Regions from separate parts of the Dromaius novaehollandiae genome. Here region 1 is linked to region 2. A link is a contact called in public Hi-C data. All regions are on one chromosome and are shown on one strand. Each heading gives the region's core, a stretch centred on a gene start, on an enhancer-like site or on the middle of the called end of the contact. The rest is flanking DNA. Distances are from core to core; before and after follow the strand shown. Region 1 overlaps LOC112981185 (cryptochrome DASH-like). Region 2 holds the start of DLEC1 (DLEC1 cilia and flagella associated protein).

Evidence for each region. A called contact is a pair of places that touch in the nucleus more often than the background predicts.
Region 1: a contact with region 2 is called in a Hi-C map of ovary, with 4 times the contacts expected there. The contact joins the enhancer-like site here to the promoter of DLEC1 in region 2. A contact is called at or near these places in 2 of 4 Hi-C or Micro-C datasets (brain and ovary).

The regions. Positions count from the first base shown.
Region 1 is chr2:6,121,747-6,128,671 of bDroNov1.hap1, reverse strand. LOC112981185 (cryptochrome DASH-like) reads right to left here. Exons shown (of 14, transcript XM_026096646.2): 4 at 6,757-6,887; 5 at 5,709-5,857; 6 at 5,211-5,299; 7 at 3,999-4,072; 8 at 2,151-2,240; 9 at 27-106. Among named protein-coding and RNA genes, the nearest start is that of MYD88, 15 kb to the left of the region's middle. Within about 2 kb of position 4,236, at least 2 of the 2 cell types and tissues checked have open chromatin away from gene starts, as enhancers often do.
Region 2 is chr2:5,970,356-5,976,925 of bDroNov1.hap1, reverse strand. DLEC1 (DLEC1 cilia and flagella associated protein) reads right to left here and starts at 5,092. Exons shown (of 38, transcript XM_064505693.1): 1 at 4,767-5,092; 2 at 3,627-3,767; 3 at 1,768-1,924; 4 at 1,154-1,264; 5 at 1-142. The coding sequence starts at 5,009.

The DNA.
Region 1 (6,925 bases), core at 2,987-5,486, 150 kb before region 2:
CTGCAAACACAGTGATCCATACACACCTCTCAGTGAGAAAATCCTTCTCCCATACTTCAGGGCCACAAATCGGAAGTAATCCCGCCACAGCAGTTCAAACAGGACCCTAAAACACAGAGCCATGTCTTTATTTTCACTGTGGATCAGAAAATTACTGAGTTAGGATTTTGCCTCTATAGCACCCTGCATTAATAACACCGCGAGGTTTATTTACAATGAGCAGCTTCTCCCACCTTACCTTGCTACCAATTCTTGCCCCAAACCTATTAATCCAGCTTGCACTTGGATGGTTATGGTGAAACTTTATGCAGATCACTTGGGAGGCCTTTCTCAGCTCTGGTGTGAGAGCAAAATTTCAGGAAACCTGTTTCTGATCCATCCCTACTAGGTTATAATTCTGCAAAGAGCAGGGTGGGGGCCGGATTCAGCTTTGTACTTCCGCACCCACAAGCGTGTCAGCACATTCCTAAGAGCTCTGCGTGGATTTAAGCAATAACCTCTGTAAGGGACTTAAAGGCATTTTTCAGAACTAGGCTTATGGTGGCCTTGCCCATGAGATCAGGTGTTAGGCCTGCAGAAAATAGGCAAATTTATAGAAAGAATTTATATAAAAAAGAATGATGGCACCTCAGCCTCTGAGAGCTGCTTCAGCAATCTAGGATATTGGGAATACACTGCTCAGCTGATGTTTCAGCTTACAAGATCTCTCTGGAAATCCTGACTATAAAACAAACTGTCCCAACCACTGAAAACCACAGTCCTGAGACAGAGGTTCAATCAGCCCCTCTCAAGGAGCCACCAAAGACCTGCACTTCACTGTACAGTGACTGTAGTGCCTGGGATCTTGACAGCTTCCTTTATATAATCATTTATCACTTCAGGACGCTCGGACTACCATGGCACCCAGGGTGCAGGCAGGCTGGCTGGCTATTAGATCGAAAAAAAAAATGAGTATGTTCATTTCTTGAAATCTTTCCTCTATGAATTCTCTTTGAAGAAAAAGAAAGTACATACATAAACAGGCAGAAGGTCAACATTTTATCTATCATTTCAGTTTCAATAAAACTATTTTGGTCATGACTGTTGGCAACGTTCTGCCTGCTTTTCCTCAGCCTCCATGCTGTTTAACAGGCTGCAAATGTTACAAACCAATATGAAAACACAGTTTTACAATTTGCACACACTTTCTGTTTTGCTTTTTTCCATGCAGGTCTAGTATCAGACCAGGCTCTAATGTGAGCCTGCTTCTTCGTAATAGCTCCCTGCTGAAGTACGAGTGATCTCTTGGAGGTTTCAGCCACACCGCTAGCTAAGCGTGGATCTGAATTCACTGCCATCACTGTAGCCTGCACTAAGAGGCTGTCCCAACCCCTCTAAGAGGGAATTCTTACCTCAGTAGGGTTAGATGGGTTTTAATTCACTGTGTCTGTGTGGATCGGGAGCATATGAGTAAGCCAAAGGCCAGCCCAGAGACAGATACACTGAGCTCAACTGTCCCCCAGCAGCGCAGGCTCCCCCAGTACAACCCGCAGGCCGGCGAGCAGCCAGCAGTGGGGTAAGGAAGGGCCTGGGAAGGCTGGATGCATTAAGCCCGCTTCTAAGTCGGCTCTTCCCCTCGCTATGGAGTTGTGATCACGGCCAGGCAGCTGAGCAAGCACAGGCCTGCTGGCAGGGCTGTGGCCAGAGGTCCTGCAGTGCTTCTGACACGGTGCGATTTGCACAAGTCACACAGTTGCTGCGATGCTAAATATTGGGTGAAACTCATATCACTGTGATGAGAAATCCTTTGGCTTTTAGTTGCAAGTCATTTTTCCCCTTCTCATCTAGCTCAGTATAACAATTCAGAGAGGGATGGTGCTGATTTACAGAGATCAATGTTAAAAACTAAGAACCACAATTTCCCAGCAATACTAATGACAACTAGCACTAATAATCTTGACTTATAAAGTGCCTAAAGCTCTGGATGCTAAAGGCAGCTAATAAATCCATATGGAAACAGAAGTGCAATGCAACCCAGGGAAACCAGACAGCAGGCACGGGAAAACCAAACATTAATTAAGGAGAAAATTGACAAATCACTCTCTCCTGTGCATGAGATGCCAGTTTGCTTTTCAGAGAAAACAAGCCATGGTGATCATGCAGGGTCATACCAATATGTGCTCTGATTTGCCGTTCTGTCTTTTTCATACTTCCGGATCTGCTCATAGATGTATCGCGGTGAAATGCAGCCTAATGCCAGCCTGAAAGCAGAAGGAAGATGGCTAAAATGCAGTAAGGGACTGACAGCTGGACATCTGCAGAGAGGGAGTGGGGGGGCAGTTTTGCGCTTAGAGTTGCTGCCTGAAAGCCTTAGCTCAGTCTGCAGTTCTGCCACAGACTTCCCAAACGACTTTTGTCAAGTCATATGATGTTTTTGCAACTCCAAGTGAAAATACAAATCACAATCCTTCCTTCCCGTTTTCGATGACTGTTACGGGAGACCCCAAGCTACCAAGAGAGATCATTTCACAGAAGTTTGACAAATTCCGCCTAAAAGACTTTCTCATATCAGCCAGTGACTTAGTGTATCAATGACAAACCCAGAAATGGATCCCAAATATCAACCTCTCCGTTGTCTGCTTTAGCTGTTCCACAGCATTCCTTCTACTACAAGCCTATTTATCATGTCTGCAGCTCCTATTGCATTACTTGACCATCTCGTCCGAGCAACCATGATTCAGAGAAGGCAAAGGACTTGCTGAAAATCTCAGATGGGTTAGGAGAAGCTGGGAACCGAACCCAGCCCTAGCATTACAACCCACTGGGCTCCTTCCACTTGTTCCAGGTCACTGCTATGCAAGGCAGAAAAGAGCTTGTAGAGTCAAATCTTTTGCAAGGGGAGATTCAAGAAATAACCTTTACCTTGATTTTCCCAGAAATGTATTTTAATGTAATTTCTCACTAGAGCTTACAGAAACATTTAACATTCTGATAAATTTTGGAAAACAGGAAAAAATGGTCTGAAAAGCTTTTCCATAACTGTTAACAAGCTCTAACACTCAGAAATGGCCAGTATGAGATGTGAATGACTGGCTGCAACCCGAACAGCTCTGACTTTGATTCTCTGACAGAAGAACACTTGGGCGCAGACACATCAGGACTGTCTGCTCTGGGCGAATAAATGATCACTTTGGAAAGGTGGGAGCGGAGGCCACCGCGGATACAGAACTTCCTGCAGCGCCTGTGCTCCTGGGACCCCAAAGTGCCACGAGGTGGAGCCATCCACTGCAGCCACCGAAACCGCCTGCTTGAAAAGAAGAAATCCTGACCAGTAACAGCCCCGGAAAACAATTATTTCACACTGTAATTCGGTCAGGGACACACTCCAGATGTTCTCCGCATCAGGCTAAACGGAGTTCTGCTGCAGCAGGTTCAGTCTGGAATTAACTCTGTCCCTTCCAGCCCTGGAGACTAAAGCCCCTGATTAGAAGTCATCATACTTACACAAACTAGAGCTCCTTTTGCAATAATAATAATCAGAAGTGGCCCTTCATTTCCACAGTAAAATGGAATAGCAGTGAGGCGAGGTGACTTGCCCCAAAATATTCAGCAAACCAGGAGTGGATTTAGTTCTGCTGCAGCCCCATCAACATGCTGCTTGCGAAACTACTTCTTCCCTGCGTGCTCTGAACCACTCTTGATACACAAAGCTGCACAAAGTCGAAGACAAGTCACATGTCTCTCCAGGGCCCTGTCCACATCTCTGCTCACACTGGGCACTTGGCATAGTATTGCTACACTTCAGATATTCCTAGGTGCAAGAACCTTCCCAAGGAACCGCTGGCTGGGAGTGCAATAAAGAGCAGCTCTGAGACTGCTGTACCCCAGACAAAAAGCTCAGGGCAAGGGGATCACACCTACACCGCTATCCATGCCGTATGAGTGTGCAGCCGACAGGTAACATCAATTTAAAGTGGGGGAGAGACAGAGCTTAAAGTCTCACAGCAAAAGATCTTTACCATGGTGCAAATTTGGTTGAATAATCCATTCCTATCAGGCCATTCCGTGTCTCCTTGTAAGAGGCAACCAGGTTCTGTGTGAGAAACAACAAAAGATGTTTAAATAGAGAACATACAACCTAGAAAACATGCTTTCTCTCATGCTCTCATGGGAGCCAGAGCAATCTGGCAGAGCCAGGCTCCCTCTCACGGCTGCCTGCAAGGATTACAGGGCTGCCAAACTTGCCTCCAGCACACTGGAATTAATCAGGCCAGCAGTTTTCCTTCTAGCTCTGGGATGTGTGTCACAAGCCATGCTCCCCCTTCAGCCTGTGGCACATCGCTTTCTACAAGTGTCATGAAACTGGCTGCGCTACGCCCTGCCTGCACAGATCTCACTCTGGTTCAATAATCCACTTAGAGGCACCGCTGGCAGCCAGGTTGGGACTGCTAGCTGGGTCCACCGCAGTGTCCTACAGCACCCAACACCCAGCTGCAGGAATCCTGATTGCTGTTATTGTCTGGGCCACCGCCACTCACAGCTAGGTGCAGATTCTCCATTTTCTGGACACTTCACTGCCAGTGCAAAGGACATTATAGGAAAGCCCAATCTCTCCCTAATCCCCTTGGCTGCACAGGTTACAACTGCTAATGGGCTGTTCTGGACCACCAAGGGCTGATAATATTTGCCTCACAAAAAGGCAACAGGTTTTCCAGCACCGAGTGTATTCATGCTTGGCCAGGATTAGGCACTATATACGCTCCCCAAAGGCATCCTAATGGAGGCACTGGGCAGCAGCTGGGGTCAGTTGTTCCTCACCTCAATTGCAATTGCAGCCCTTCAGGCCACTTCTCACTCCTCCAAAGTGGAGGAACTAAACTGCTGCTGACCCGGGGAGGGAGAGTCAAAGAAATGGCAAATCAAGGGCAAATCAACGTAAAGGAGCCAAAAGATGGTCCCAATTCCCAAAAGTTGGTGGAAAAAGAAAGTCTTAAGACTGCTGGCCTCTAAATTAGGTTCCCAAGTACTTAGATTATAATCCCAGTGCCTGGATGACTTCTTTTTGACTCAGCTTCTCTGTCTGAAAAACTAATATAATGCTAATTCTCTCCTTTGTAAAGTGCTATACAGGAGCTAAGGAAATATTAGTAGGAAATGAAATTGCAGCCTCACCCACTTGCACAACCATATGTATATAGCGGAGGATGCAGACAAGGAAATGTAAGCGTTACCGTGTCCCAAAAATAATACTGTAGTCTCATTAAAGCCTGAGTCTCTCCTCCACTGCAGGGGAAGGCTGTTCGTGGATCAGTTACAAAATCTGCCATAGAAAATAACCATTAGATTGTTACCAAGAAAAATCAGCTCTCGGAAGCAGCTCAAAGGCAGGGAGCATAAAAACTAGAGGAGTTCACCATTAGGTCTCTCTGCTTTGGGGAAATACATGATTGTGCTCAGTGATCCCTGGAACAAGAAGGGCCACATCAAACACATTCAAAAATACTGATTAAAAGGATATTTTCCACTCCACTCCAGGGCTTGCCGCCCCTGCTTCTCCATGCAGGGAGTTTACCTTCAACCTGCCAACAGTCTGGTTTGATGTATGAGCAAACAGATGCTGAGTTACAGTCTGAAGGGCCCTCACTGCCTTGGAGGACCTCTGATTCTCAATAAGAGACATCTCTCAGTAGAAATTTCATGGGGGCAGCTGCCAAATTAAGTTTTCTTACCCTTCTGTCCCAAATCCTCCATTGTAGGGATACATCCTTCTTCCACCCCTGCAGCCAGGGGCTTTAGCTGATCTGCCATGTGGAGCGTTGGTCGTACCTTTGCCTCAGTTTCCATGGCTTTTCGAAATTCAGTGTAGACATCAGGCAATCTGTACAGATTACAGTGCAATCAGACCTTCGGGGGACGGCTATCCTGGCCCCTCCACAGAGCACCAGTTAGCTTCTGCTGACAGAGGATTAGTATCTCAGATTGCACTCTCCTGAGGGTGGTGTACATATTTTTCATACATGCTTGCACATCACCTTGCACAAAAGAGGTAGACTCCCCTGGGGATAGCAGCAATCAGAAGTTCAGTCATTCACACAGGTTTTGTTTGCTTCTGATCAAAATGGTGCCTTTTCAATAAGAGGGATTTATGGAGTGTCCTGATGGGACAATCCACAAGGGTGAGGTTTATCTCACCTAACTTTACATTGTCCACAAATCTGCACCATACAGGTCTGCAACCTCAGGCTTCCTTTATAGTCAATGGAGAGAAACAGGCATTTTAATGGCCTGATTCTTCTGCCCTGTTTTATAGATCTTCTGTAGGATAACATGAATCACTCAGCTCCACCAACTAGATCTCCAGTGATTATTGCGAGAGCCAAAGGTGAAGAGCCCACATACAGAGGTCTACTTTCACAGGCACCTGCATTCAGCCAGATGGGGTAATGGAGCAATCCAGTCCAATGCCACAGGGTCTCTGGGCACTGCAGACTGAGTATCCAAACTGTGCTGGGGGACAGAGGAAGAGAAATCAGTCCCTCAGTCAATGATCAAACAAGCCCCTCATTTTGATGCATATTGATGAGCAAATGCTACTGGCAGAGAGGGATGAACATGTCCCTTCCCCTTGATGTACATGACAGCACTGCTCCATAAATGCAGATGAACTAATGGTCCTTTCCCAGTGGAACTGGATGGCTAGATCTGCTCTGAGCAGTTCAGTGGAGTAAGCAATAAATGAGGGAGAAGAGGAATGAGAGGTATCGTGGAGCATCCCACCTGGTGATAGGCCTGAAGGGAAGGTCGTCCCGGTGGTACAGCGTGGATCCCCAGAACGTCTGGATTTTCACTCCGTGCTGACCACACACCTGGCACAGGCCCTTCTCTACATCCAGCTCCTCCTTTGTAGCCTAGGAGGAACAATGTGCGGCGAAACCATGGCTGCATG
Region 2 (6,570 bases), core at 3,843-6,342:
ACTGTGGATAAAGATACATCTGGCAGACAACCAGGTTTTTTATGCAGGTGTGCAATCTCTGTGGGCATCTGGTCCTCTGAATTTGAAGCAATGTGCTGTTTAAAACTAAATGTTTCTTTGACATAGCCAGGTTCTGATTTTCCTGTAGTTCAAAGAAAAATATAATTCTATAAGAGAAAAAATTAATTATAAACGCTTACTCTAAGCAGAGATATGTGACTTTATTTTAGTCTTTTCGATGGTAAACAACACACTGTAAATCCTCTAGAATTTCATTGATATTTACAGTTTATTTTGCACAAAAGGTGCAAAGTGTTTTAATAACAAAGCTTTTATAAATATTAATTAAATAAGCTATATACACAGAAAGTTATATTAATCTCAGAAAGTTATATTAATTTTTCAAGTGAGTGGGACTTTAGAATGTCCTTGTCAGCTTACAAAAAGTTCTGATGGATCTGTAAATGTCAGAAAATTGACATAGATAGGAGGTCCCATCTAGCTCCACTTTCCTATAGTTAAGCAATGATATTCCCACCTTAAAGGATACTCTGCCATTTTAGATTTTTGGCTTTGTTTTTAGTTACTCAGAAGTACTTTTTTGACTTAACTGAAAAAGTTCATTTTGATGATACTGAAACCTTTCACCTTGTCTGATGTATCATAAAAGAAGAAATAACATCGACATCACCTAAAAGACGTTTTTTACTGAATTCCATTTGAAAATTAAACTGTTATATTTCCAAAAATAGGCCAACTTTGTCTAATCAGAACATCCAACTGAAAAATTTATAACTCAAAATAAAGAATAAAATTTTATTTCCTTGAAAATGGTTTTTAACTTTAATGTAACCAATTCCCTATTCTGTATGAAATATATAGTTGCTGCATTGTGCTAATGAAATTGAATAGAGGTAGAGCAGTCCAAATCAATAGAGTTTTTGAGTCAAAAGGAATGAACTGTAAATAAATATGTGCAACTACTGTTACATTTGATATTTAAACAAATTTAAATTCAACAATCTGTTAACTCTAGTGAAGGAGAATTCCACATTTTCCAGTTTCATTTTGACAATATCCCTTTAATGAGATTTTATGCTTATAATACTAGAGATTTTTAAAATTCTAAATTATTCTCTGCTTTAAAAGCTACCTTTTGGCGCTCTAGTAACAGGCAATTTATCAGTGATATAATCTTCAGGGCACGTGAAATGATGTTTTCTGAGAAGTTCATTATCCACAATCCACCTGAAAGAGGATGCCACTGCAACAGTAAAAGAAAAAAGAAAGAAAGAAAAAAAAAAGCTTAGCCCATTAAGATACTCTGATCTTCATCAACACAAAGGTTGATCCAACCAACTATAGGTATATAGTTATACACCTAGAATTGCAGGCTAAACTTCCAGGTGATTTTTTTAAAACCATTTCCTACTCTGTGCAGCCATTGGAGAAACACTTCATCTTTGTTAGTCACTGCTATATAGCAATGCATGTATGCTTGTGATAAAGTTAAGGTGGTAAGGCATTAACAGCAAGTTCAATACCTTGAGAGTGACCAGGCCAACTAGTTTCTTACCATGTTAAGTGGATGTTACCCTTTGTGATTCTCTGCACAAAATCCCTCAAAGTTGCTCTATTGCTGTAAGGCCAAACTAAAAGCTCAGTGAGGTCAGTGTCAGTCCTACCAATGAGTTAGATGAACACTGGCTTGGCCTCCAGGTGCCATTAGCATGTACTGGGAGGAGGTAATATTTCCAGAATCCTCACCTGGTGGCAATCCTATTTTGTGGAAATCTTCCCCAGCATCTGCCTTCAACACGTTTAGGGCCCTTTCTTCTTCAGCTATTGCTCGCTCCTGTGCATAAATGATGTTCTCTTCTACTATGTCAGCTTCTGTCAGTCGGCAATTATACTCAGCAAGAAGCTGTCACAGACATGGTAAATGCAGAGAAATAACTGCAGTTTGAGCTGTCACAAATTATTAAAGATCTCCTTATAGATAAATATTTTCTATTTGCCTTTGAGAAGCAAGTAGAGAGTGCCTGGTAAAACATCATTAGTTTACAAGAATAAAATGGCATGCTAAAATACCTTCATTTCTATCATTTAACTTGTGCTTGGTAAGAAGCACTATCCAACTTTTATATGTCAGCAGGAAGAATGTGTGAAAGATGAGACAAGCTTCTCAGAACAAGAGCAAAGTCTGTCTTTTACCTTCTGTGGCACAATGGCTAACGCACTGTATTTTGCCTGGAATGTAGGATTACTTTTAAAGTGAATTTCCCTTCTACAAATTAGGATGGGTTTTAAAACTCCAAAATATCCCAGTAGGGATACTTTACTTCTCCTTGTATATTCTAGATTGTTCTGCCCAGCGTGCTTGGTGATTCACAAGCATAACTCCAAAAGAAGATCCTGCCTCAAAGAGGTATCAATCTAAGCCAAAGAAACAATTTGGCAGAGGCACAGAGATGGACAGGAGCAATGCCAAGTGAAAATTACAGACACTGGTCTCAGAACATCTGTAGCCTATCACTGAGCTTTTTGCAGAACTTTTATGTAACATGGTTTAATCTCATGGCTGAAAAATTTTTAAATAGAAAGGGCAAGCTGCATCTCTGCTAAAACCAGATGCCTCCTCCTGTCCTGCTCGTTCTGGGATCTCTCCACTGTCAATAGAATCTAGGACATGACTCTGTCCCATGCCAAAGTAGATATCTAAAATGGATTAGATGAATCATGCCCTAAAAAGGGCCTGTTTTTCTTCTGTGATGATACAGAGAGCTGTGGGTGGCTAGTTCAGCTGTAACATACACATTAGAGGCATGTACTGTCAGTTGAGATGAATCTTATCCAAGCAATCAATTTCAGGAGACAGTATTCACATTTTATTACTCAGAACAACTTGTGTCCACTGATATAATGACAAATGACTCAAAAGAAATATAAAACTTCAGGTTTTTCAGGTATGATAACCTTTGAGAAAGTATGACGCAAAAGGGAAAACAAAACAAAACAAAATAGATGTTGCTCAAATCATCCTAACAATAGCCTCCACTCACACACTGACAACAGCTACCAGAGCAGTATGATTAATACAAGTATTTTGCATTCCTACTGTTGTTTTCATCCAAGATTTCCAGATAGCTTTAAAAACACTAATGAATTATGTATCATAGTGCACCACTAAGGTGGCAAAACTATATTTAAGTATCTTTGCAGCACCTCTTTTCAAAATGCAACACATGAGAATATGTTATTGTGAGATAGGAAGTCTAGTACAGTGACTTTCAATTATACAGAGAGGTTATGTTGCCAGCAGGTAGCAGAATAGGCTTTTAAAGGGTGATTGGTTATATTTTGTGTCTGAGAAAGCTTCCAGGACAGAGAATAGTACGTGTTGTTACAAGGATCATGTGATGAATACCAATCTATAGGAAAGATCCTGTGGGAAAACATATTCAAGTAAATTTCGGTACCTAAAAAACTGTCCATTAAGATGTCAATTCTAGGGGGAAAAAAAACTTTCCCCCCCCAAAGACCTAGAAATTGTAATTTAGCAATGAACACGTATGTGTAGTAAATGTGAACAGAGCTCTCAACTCTGACTTGGTTTTGACCTGTACCTTCTGGAGCTCCTCCGTAAAAGTCTCACGATAAACATCATCTCCTCCGCGGGACTTGATCAAGTTTGTCTCCATGTCCACCCCTATAACATCTGCAGTATACAGGTCCTTAAAGGTGCTAATCAACAAATGAGAAATGTCCTGAGGAGAGAAAATGAGGCTGTTAATGCTTAAACATAGAGATGGGAATGAGGAATTTTCTAGGGTGAGACACGGGCTACCACATAAAACATGCTAGAATGACTAAATAATTATTCAGTTCTGCAGTAAAGTTTAAATTTACTTATATAATTGTGAAACAAATCTGCGTTTGGGGAGAGGAAACTGGACAGGTAGTTAACGCCGCCAAATGTCAGCAAATACACTAGGGCTAATCATCCACGTCCTCTTTTATTGCCAGAAGAGCTAGAACGGGATTTCTCTCGGCTTAAGGGAAGTGCTTGGAGCAGGTCAGAGAGCTCGTGCAGTAAAGGACACAGAGTGTGAGTGTGAGCACAGAGGTGTGGGCTGCACGCCGGGCGCGCGTCTGTGCCAGCCACATGCGTGTGCGATGGGCTGCACGCACAGCTTTCGGTGTGCACAGGGGCGCGCGTGTGCTGCAGACTGGGGGTGTAGGGGTGTGCAGGGAGTGCGTGTGTGTGTGTGTGTGTGTGTGTGTGTGTGTGTGTGTGTGTCTGTGCCAGGTGTGTGTGTGTGTGTGTGTGTGTAGGGATGTGCAGAGTGTGTGTGTGTCTGTGCCAGGTGTGCGCAGGGATGTGTGTGTGTAGGGCTGTGCAGGGAGTGTGTGTGTGTGTGTAGGGATGTGCAGAGTGTGTGGGTGTGGGTGTGCGGGGAATATGCAGTGTGTGGGTGTGCACATGTGTGTGCGTCAGGCTGTGAGCGGGGGGTGTGTGTACGCTCGGGTTTTTTTTTGTGTGTGTGTGTGTGCGCGCAGGGATATGCAGGGAGTGTGTGTGTGTGTGTGTGTGTGTGTGAGCGTGTGTGTGGGGGGGATGTGCAGAGTGTGTGTACGTGCATGTGTGTGCACCAGGCTGTGGGCAGGGGTGTGTGTGCGCATGTGTGTGTGTGTGCGTGTGTGTGTGTGTGTGTGTGTGTGTGTGTGTGCGTGCCCGCCCGCGGGGTCCAGCCGCGGTGCGTTACCTGCATCCCGGGGTACAGGCCGTGCTGAGCCATGCCAAGCCTGGCTCCGGGGTCTCCGCGGCCGGCCCGGCCCTGCCGCCTCTCTGCCACCGCCTCAGGCCTCCCGCCGCCGCCTGGGGCCTCTCCCCGCCGCCTCAGGCCTGGGCCGTTGCCAGGCGACAGCACAGGCGGTGCCAAGGGCCGGGGCGGCCAGGCCCCGCCGCTCGGTGTCCCCAAGGGCGGCCTAGCTGCGCGAGCTGACATCCTCGCGCTCCTCACGGCGCCCGTCCCCGAGGGCAACGGCGGGCGGTGCGGGATATCGCGGGCGGCAGGACCCGCTGCCTCTTCCCCCTGGCCGCCCCGGCCGGCCCCGCGCCGCGGCCTCTGTGTACGCCGGTTGCTAACAACAGCTGCCTTCCCTTGGCCGAGGAGGGTGATATTTGCCTTAGAAACAGCGCTTGCCTTCACTGCGTTCCCAGCACAGTGGCTTTTTTCATTTCTCCAGCCTCCTTTTATTTATTTTATTTATTTTTCCACCTCCCCCCGGTGTCCTGCTTGGCCTGGAGGAACCAGGCCGCGACCCCCGAGGCCTCTCCTCCACCACCACGGCCGGGGCGGCCGCGCTCCGCGACCATAACGCGGATCTGCGGGGGCCGCGGCCACCTCGCCTGACACGCTGGTGTGGTACTGCCCTCTGACGGGGTCTTCCGAAAAATAACCCACCCTCGCGAGTGCCGCTGTGCTCCTTCCCCTGAGCACGCGGGCGAAAAGCGGCGTCCACGGGCCTGCGGCCGGCGGGTTTGCTACTGCGTTTCCTTTTACCTAACGTGGCACCAAATTAGACCCCTAGCAAGGCTGTATTTTGGTTTCTTTGCAAAAAGGGAAACTTCCCCAAGGGAAACCTCCAAGCGTGTCCGTAATATCACATTCAAGAGCCTAAGGTAAATCGGAGGAATTCCTGTCATCCGACAAGAACTAGACCAGATGCACCTGTTTTCCCCTAGGAGAGGGTCACAGCTCTGTTCCTGGTGGCTGCACAGGCACGTACGTGTGTCCTACCTCTAGTAGCTTGGAGTGTCCCACATTTTGACCTGTTTCCACATCAGAATCCCAAGTTTTCTGGTCATGTGCTATTGCAATTGGTTATAACATCTGCTTGCTAACGGGAATGTTAATGAAATCCAGCATTTTTGCAGAATCCTTTCCCAGCATTTAAGAAAGCCTTAGAGTAGTGGCAGTAAAGCAGATGTTTCTGTTTAAAGTAGTATATAGATGTATATGAGAACTGACCGCGGAAAAAGCTTTCTGTTCTTTCATCTTTGCTGTTTTTCAACAACTTGCCAGGCAGATCATCTCAGTTTAGAAGGCGGATGCTTTTTTTCCATCTGCAGTCCAACAAACTTACCATGAGATCGGAAAATGAGGGTGAGATCTACCTACGCCATGGGCAAACCCAATATCCGAAGGGAGCGTTTAAAGGCTGATCCAGAGCTGTACACAGTGCAGTTTCCCATCCAACACTAATATATTTTTGACCAGATCTCATTTTTATGCTGTCATCATTAACTCACAACCTTAAAAAATAGATAGCACTATTCCCATCATACAGCTGTTTAATGCAGTTAAGATATTCACATTTCCATGTAAACACTATAAAAGTTAAGAACAATTTGCATATATCTCACTCTCTTGATCACCATGCTAATCTATTTAACTTTCAAAGGCTGAATGGAGAATCATGAATATAGGAAATGCTAAAAAAGCCACCGAACAGAAGGTTTAGCCTACGGTTGTAGGCATAGCTTGTCCAAATGTAGACACTTTC